Regions from separate parts of the Pogona vitticeps genome. Here region 1 is linked to region 2. The links are chromatin contacts, called in public Hi-C maps. All regions are on one chromosome and are shown on one strand. The core of a region is the stretch at or near the end of the contact, and the rest is flanking DNA. Distances in the headings are between cores, read along the strand shown. Region 1 holds the start of ABCD1 (ATP binding cassette subfamily D member 1). Region 2 holds the start of IDH3G (isocitrate dehydrogenase (NAD(+)) 3 non-catalytic subunit gamma).

Region 1 (4,023 bases), core at 163-2,662, 160 kb after region 2:
GGGCAGATTCAAGGAAAAGGACTACAAAGCAACAAGGAGTAAACAAAGGTACCGGCTCATGTAACTTCTTTGGAATCAGTTTCAATTCAACCTGGCGACTCTTAGTAAAGACCAGTGGCCCCCATTATAATAATTTAGTTATTTTTAAAAAATAGAGAGGAACTGGCAAGACAAAGGGAGAGCGGAGAGTAAAAAAACACAAACACCCTTCTTGATTTCCCCGATAGTTCCACATCCACACTATAGCTCTGTACTTCGAAGCCCCGAAGTCATCCTGGCAACCCACCAATGACAACCCTACCTTTGTCCTCAAACACCTTGGTATCCCGCACCGCTCAGTTTACCTTGTGACCTCCATAGAAGGCAATCTCTTCAGAGTTGGCCACCACTCGGGAATGCATGTACCGCAGCTCTCCTTTCCGGCGGGCTTCCTCGGCCACCAGCTGTCCAAACTTTGGCGAACAGGCACGCAACACCTTGGCAGTGATGCCGACCGCTAGCCCGGCGATTACTGAGGGCCAGGCTGTGTCAGCCCCTTTGGATCTGGCTGAACTGACAAGGGTATAGGAAGTCACAATGAGATCAAGCACGGGCTTGGTCAGGTTCGAATAGAGGTGGGCCACAGAGCTTGCAAAGGCCACCAGATCTTCCGTGAGAGACTGGTCTGGGTTGCGCAGGCGTCCGTCCATGTTGCTGACCCGGTAATAGGTCTGGCCCTCAAAGTACAGCTGATAGGCATGGTCCACTAACCGCCCACGGAAGGCCAGGCTCAGCTGCCCCTCCAGGTAGCGAATGGCACTGTTGACAAAGGTGGCTGGGAGGGCGATGAGCAGCCACTTGAAAAGCTGCCATGCAAAGTCTCGTGGGTTCTTGCGGACGATGCAGCGGGCCAAGCGCCCATCGAGCTGGGCCACATAGACGGAGAGGAAGGTGCGGCTGGCGAGGGCAGCTGAGTGCAAGGCCAGGAGTCCGGTCTCCTGGCACAGCAGCCCAGGGAACAGCAGCCGCAGGAGGCGCAAGAGGCGAAGGAAGAACACCTTGTTGACCCCAGGCTGCGATGCGGCCGCCTCTTCTAGGGCCCCCCATTTGGCCGACGGCTCACCAGGGTGAGGGGGTCTCGTTGGGTTAGAGTTGACCCGGAGGTCTGAGCTCGCCCACTGCCGCCGCAAGATGGGGTACAGCTTCTTGGCGCCATACGCTGCCACCAGCAATGCCACGGCTGCCCTTTTGGCCGTGACCCCCTGGGCCAACCGTGTTGCCACTTTTGCTGTGGCAGTTGGCATGATGCCCCCAGGGCGGGGAGGGGGGGCACTGCCCCTCTCTTCCTACTTTCCCCCTGTCTGTCCTTCTCTTTCTTCTTCCTTTGCCTCTTCCAGCTCCAGTATCACCACCACCACCACCACCACCACCACCTCCACCTCCGCCTGGCTGCTGGCAGCACTGACTCGCCACCGAGTCCGCGCTTATCCCACAACGCCCAGCCCTTAAACTGACAGGATAGGAGGAGACTGAGGAATGCCCATCCCTTCTCGATCATAGAGAAAAGCCTCAGGCCATCATAGAGAGGACGTAGCGGGGGGGGGGGGAGGAACCAGGTCGTTCCCCGGGGTGACCGCTAGATGGCTCACGATAAGACTTTAAAAGAGCACATAAGACAAAAAAAAAAAAAAAAAAAAGATAGAGTTGACCACGGGAATATTGTTCAGCCTTCTTTCGAGTGCGCCGGGTTTTTTTTTTCCTTCATCACCTTATGCTGGGGACCCTAACGCCAAGGTTAAGTCTTAGGGACGGGAATGGAACTTCCTATGAACTAGTAAATATGTACAGGAGTTTGTTTTAAAGCTGGAGGCTAAATTCCTTTTTAAAGAAATAATGCTTTGTTTGGCTGGAACTGGCACACCCATTATAATCATTCCTGGAACTGGGTGTCAAAATCATGGCTTTCTTAATAGCTGGACGCTGAGCAGCAGAATGACTAGCATCCTGAGGACCGTAATTTTACCTCTTGATTGACACCGAGAGAGTTGTTTGTGTGTTTTGGCTTTTATATATATATTTATTTGGTGAGCGTGCGTGCACTGTAAATTAAAGAGTGGGTGGAATTGCTTTTCTGAATCATAGTAAGGCCCTCCATTTTCTACAAAGGTGAGGACTGTGTGGATTTCCTGATACATTTTTCAGGCTGCAATGGTGGGTGAAAGAGATACAGATAAATACTTGTTGGGTGTTTGCTTGAGACAGTTTTGCTACTCCTGTGGCCCACAAGCAGCCTATACCCTGGATATGTATGTGCTGTCCTGGCATTCAATTCAGGGTAAGGAAATGGTTGTCCATTTTTAGTGAAACAGATCTACAAGAAATAGGCAGTAAAAAAAACTAATTAAGGGTCATTATAATAAATGAGTGTGTACAGAACTAGTGTTACAGAGATTAAAATTAGACTCTGGCCTGATTCTTATCACTGGTTTATCTGGTTTTACTCATAGCTGTACTTTCTTGATCTGAAGGTGCTAAAGGCCACTTTCATAGGAATAAGCTATAATCCTCTGAACCTATATACCAGCCCCACTATTCTGAAGTGGCCTCACTAGCTTCATCAAATTGCCTGTGAAACCCTCCTACTATTCCAATATTTGCAGTTAAGCCCAGGGATAGTTCAGTTCACATCATTTGCACCCCAAGTGCCAGATGTTCATTTCTGGTTCCTCAAAACAGCAAGGATCACATTACACCCTATTTTATAGCACACTTTTATGTGAGGCAGGCTGTTATGTCAAGCTCCCTCCTATTAAAACCAAAGGTATTTATTATACTGTATTTATAACATGTTTCTCAAGTAGACCTGATCACAGCAAGATTTAATAAGCATTAATCTCAGAGCATGTACACCTGACTGGCACTGGATGAAATCATGTACCTTCACATCCTCAGTTGCACCAGAGTAGTTGCACCTAATGACTCAAAGCTGCTTGGTGAATAAATTCCTCCACAAATTCTGTTGGTTAAAATGGGCCTACTCAGCATAGGTCAGAACTAGAGTTGGCCCATTTGAATCAATGGAACTTATAGAGGAGTTGACTTATCAAATCCTCACTGATTTGATGGGCCTACTCTAGTGTGCTAAGCAACAAGATGTCAGCCCTTATGCCACTGATGGTCATTCTGCCACCCTTTGGGCACTGTGTAGTCTCCTGCTGCCACTGTAGCTTCTGAATCCAAGTAGCTGTTCTGACTGGAGAACGGAGGCATTGAAGGTAATGTGTGCAAGCAAGCTATATCTGCTATTTTAAGAACTGGTGGCAGTTTCCTCTTTCATGTTTATACAAAGGAGACCAAGGGAGGTGTTGCATCCCGAGCCAAAAAGAGCGCTGGGGACAGGCAGCTCATCTTCAAGAGCATGGAAAGTGTCTGACTGCTATGAAACCAGTAGTAGAACAAGGGTCAAGGGTTTCCTAGGCAGAGAGCACTCCAAAATGATTTCCTATTTCCTACTCTGTGGAGGCAAACACTCTGGAAAGTAGAGAGAGATGGTCCTCAGAAGACGAGAGCCCTTTGAAACCCAACCTTGGGTCCCCAGATGTTCTTGGATTAAAACCCCCAGAAGCCTTCACCACTAGCTGTGCTGGGGCAGGATTTCTAGGAGCTGTAGTCCAAGAACATCTGGGGACCCCAGGTTGGGGACCACTGTTTTAAAATATTGTCTCCTTCTTCCTGTCCCACTCCCTTTTCTTTTGCTAACATGTGATCTGGTAATCTTTCAGGCTCCCAAATACTGTATTAACAATATTTTGTTAATATTCAAAAATATTAACCAAAAATATTTTTTGTTACACATCTTGAAAACACTTTTAACGCCGCTTTCTCCCTGAAAATGGCCCTCGCTTTGGACTGTTAAGACGTGGGTTTGGAGGGCTTTCAGAAGGAAAAGGGAATAATTCGGGAGGGGGCGTGAATTAATTTGTAGTTTTCTTGGTCTTTTCGGAGGCGACTCGGTCAGCTGCACACGGGAACCTGAAATCTCGT
Region 2 (4,066 bases), core at 962-3,461:
TACAAAAAGTAGAATGGTACGACATGCTCTTTGCTTCCGAGTTAATTTGGGAAGGAGAGGGTCGTTTTCATCGGCGGTGTTAGCAGTAGTGCAATCAGCGTCGTTTTTGATGTAACCACAGGAACTTTTTATGGGCAGAAAGTAAAAAAATCAATAACGGATCCTCGTAATTTCATACGATTTTTTTATGTGGGATCTTCGCCAAATCACCATCGAACCGTAAATCTTATATGTACCTGCAGACAACACCACAAAAATCATGGATTCTTCATCACTTTGCAGTGGCTCAAAATATGGATCCGAGTCGCAGATCGTCATGATTTTATATGATTTTTAGATGGAATCTGCCCTGAACCACTGTAAGGTCACAGATCCAATTTGCACCCACAGACTACACCAAACAAACCATGAGTTCTTCTGTGCTTGGCTTTACATTGGTGCAAAAATTTGGTTATCAGACACGGATTCTCATGGATTCTATATTTTCCTGTAATATACTCTCCAAATCATGTCCAATCATAGCCCCATCTGCACATGAAGATTATAACACAGAAATCATGGGTCCCCCACTGCATGGATTTCCAGTGGTACAAAAATGTATCCAAAGCACGGATCCTCATGAATCTACATGATTTTTATGTGGGATCTGCCCCCAAACCACTGCCAAATATTAAGTCCTATTTGTACTCACAGGCTACAACATGAAAGATTGTGGGTCCTTCAGAGCCTGCCACTGCAGTGGGGCAAAAACATGGATCTGTAGCAGAATTCCTCAAGGGTCCAAATGATTTTGATGTAAGATCATCCTGAAGCCACTATCAATCTACGCCCACAGCCTACAACACAGAAATTATGGGTCCAGTGTATGGCTTTGGAGTAGGAGAAAGACATAGATCCAAGCCATGGATCCTCATGGAGTCACATTTTTATTTGGGATCTGCCTCTTTGCACTGATCCCAGGTATTGGCAGGAAGCACACCATCATGTGCTTTATGACTATTGTGTTTCTGTGCACATCTCAGGCTGACATAAAGAATGTCAGAAAGAACAAGATGAGGTTCCCTCCCATTCCCCGTCAAAAGGCTGGAAAGACAGTTGCACCTTTCTTCAAGACTAGACCACTAGGTGGGTTAGACCTGACTAAGGGTGTTCAATGTGGGCCGCAGAAATCAGCAGGCTTTTTTTTCAAAAACAAGTCACACCCTCTAATAATGGATCTTCCCTAATGCATGGAATGTGATATGGGATAGATCCAGATCTGGAAAGTCTCCACCTTTCAAACAGAGACAAGAGACCTGAAGGTACCTGGAGGCTGGCTACTTGGGAGGCCATCTCTGGTCCTTGGTCCTCCTGGTGGGAAAAACAAGGGGATGCCTCCTCAGCCCAGCCCAGATATCCAGGATCAACCCTTGCTTTCTCAGGAACCTTCATTCTGGGAGATGCTGGGAATGAAACTTCCAAATGTGCTAGTAGTGAACATGAAAAGAGAAGGGCAAAGTGGTTGAGAAGGGAAGCAATGAGCTGGTTTGTGTTAAGTGAACATTTACTTCACCTATAGAATTAATTTAATAATTGTACGTATAATAGCCAATGATGTGCAATAAATGGTGTTTGATGTGTAAATGTGGTGATTTGCATGCATTTTACAGTAATTCCTGTGTATGATGGACCCACTGAATCTGAAATGCCATGGGGTCCCCCACGGTCTAAATCTGGCCCTGTTCAGTAGAAAGGCAGGGCTCTTTCTGAATTCAAAGTCTGGAAATAATGATTGGTTAGTGCTAAACAGATACTGTAATTACTTCAGTCCAGAAAGGGTCCCTTTCAGTCAAACAAACTACTCATGCACACAGAGGCTCACTGCTCAAAACCTCTGAACTTTCTTGCAGAAGGGATTTTGATCTTTACAGCCTCAGGCAACCTCTCTGGGGCAGAAATCAAGTGCATCACCGGGACAATCATCAATAGGGAGTGAAGCCGGCTGTAACAAACAGAAAAAGCAGAGCTGTCGAATGATGCCTCATTAACTGTCATTTAAGATTAAGACGTCTTCGTCTTTTTTATTTGTATTTGTACGTTTTACTTTTATTTTGTTTTTAACCTGTAAGACCTTCCTAAGACTTCCTCCGAACATCCTCTCCTTCCTACGGAATAGGAAACCTAGGTAGGAAGTGCCTTCTTCTGCACGCGCGGGCTCCCCTCTCGCGAGATTTCATGCCCAGTCTCGCGGTGCTTGGATCAGCTTTCCCGGATTCCACGCGCAGACCCCCCTCCCCTCCCGCAAAGGCGCCTCAAGGATGGCAGGCTCCGTGGTTTGGAGTATTACTACTAGGCGGCTTTGGAGGCCGGTCTTGCTGGCCCCTCGCTCGGTGAGTAGAGAGGACCTGTTGTGGTTGCGATGTTGTTGACCTCTGTGACGAAGGGGAAAAAAAGGAGGAGGCGTGGGTTTCCTTTTGTGGGGGCAGAGGAAGAGGGGGAAAACAACCCCGTCTATGGTGCTTTTGATTGGCTAAGAAGCCATTTGTAGGTGGGCCGAAGTGAGCAAAAGCGTTTTCCCATTGGCTTGGCGGTGCGTCGAGGGTGTGCCATTTTGGATGTGGGCGGGATTAGTGGTGTTAGAAATGCCTTTGGTTGGACAACAGCTTGAGTAGGCGTGACTGAAAGTTTTGAGCTAACAAGGGTCGGCGTTGAGCAGTCTGGTTCCTTGGGGAGCGTTTGACCCTCAGGCTCCAGTGGCTGAGGGCTTGGGAGCCGCAGCTCCCATCATCCTCCAGCGTTGGTTATGCCGGCTAGAGGCGATGGGGTTTGCAGTCCCAACAGCATCTGGAGGGCCACACGTTTCCTACCCCAGCCCAGGTTGCTACCTGGATGCCTCTTCCTTCTATACTTCTGTGACATCTGCAAGCTTTCCTGTGGCTTAATTTTTTTCTGTACCAATAACACATTCAGCTGATTAATTTTCCAGTGATATTAAAACTCCTGTTCCATGCAGAGTGGAAAGAAAATCACGTGTTTTTCTGTAGAAATGCATAAAGGGTCCATTGGAAATACAAAATGGTGGTCTTCCTTTTAGGATGTGGTGGAATTGGGAATTTACTAGACCATGTTCATGGCTTGGGAATGTGGGGGAATGCCAAATGTTGCTGGACTACAACTCCCACCCATCCCTACCATTGGCTATGCAGGTTAGGACAGATGGGAATGGTATTTGAACAACCTCTGAGGGACCTCACATTCCCTAGCCCAGGGCTTGCTTAGTCTCAGCTGAATTCCACACACTTTTCTAAAACAATGATTTCCGGATTCCTTATTATTTTAAAATCTAGCACGTGCTTTGTTTCTCGTTTTCCTCACAGGTGCAACCTCTAGCAGATGGCAACCGCAGGAATGTGGCTTCGGTTTGTATAACTAACACTTGTCCTTTGCCCTGGAAAAATAATGTAGGGTAGTTCTGGTGTCCTGTGCTGTATTACTGCCATCATCCCTGGCCCAAACTTAACAACATTTTGCTGCCTGAGGCAAAAGGCAAGGCAGCCTACTTATCTGGCATGAGAGGTAATGTGATCATGAAGGTGATTTTCCTCAGGAAGCAGGCTAGTTGGGGGGAAATCAGGACATTTTTCTTTGGCACATACAGCACCCTCGTTCAGTAGAGGAGGAGCATCGGGGAAGTCTAGTTGGAAGAGCTGGGAGGCTCCTTTTGCTGCCCTCTGTATATGCTCTATGAAGCAGTTGTCTCATTTACTCAAATAAGGTCTGACCTTTCCACCACTTCCCTGCTTGCAAGTTCTTTGTTTTATATGACCAAACTGCTACCTACTCTTCTACCCTTTGGATGGAAGAGGCTGTAAAATCAGGTTCTAATACAATGTCACATGGGTGGTTTAAGTAGATGTCCTTTTGGTTAAGGCTGCATTTTCTATGTTTCTGTCTAAAGTTTCCTTTTTTTCTTCTCTCTTCCCTCATATATGTTCCTGTCACATCGCCTACAGCAACAGATCATTGTAAGTAGTATGTCAATGAAGTTTCAGCTTGGGGGGGCAGAACCACTTGGTTCATCTGTCTT

Evidence for each region. Hi-C and Micro-C count contacts between places; a contact is called where the count stands out from the background.
Region 1: a Hi-C map of blood shows a contact between it and region 2, with 5 times the contacts expected there. The contact joins the promoter of ABCD1 here to the promoter of IDH3G in region 2. A contact is called at or near these places in 2 of 2 Hi-C or Micro-C datasets (blood and muscle).

What each region holds. Positions count from the first base shown.
Region 1 is chr2:178,261,221-178,265,243 of PviZW2.1, forward strand. It overlaps ABCD1 (ATP binding cassette subfamily D member 1), which reads right to left and starts at 1,413. Exons shown (of 10, transcript XM_020792957.3): 1 at 345-1,413. The coding sequence starts at 1,283.
Region 2 is chr2:178,095,758-178,099,823 of PviZW2.1, forward strand. It overlaps IDH3G (isocitrate dehydrogenase (NAD(+)) 3 non-catalytic subunit gamma), which reads left to right and starts at 2,212. Exons shown (of 14, transcript XM_072991423.2): 1 at 2,212-2,369; 2 at 3,357-3,398; 3 at 3,993-4,004. The coding sequence starts at 2,298.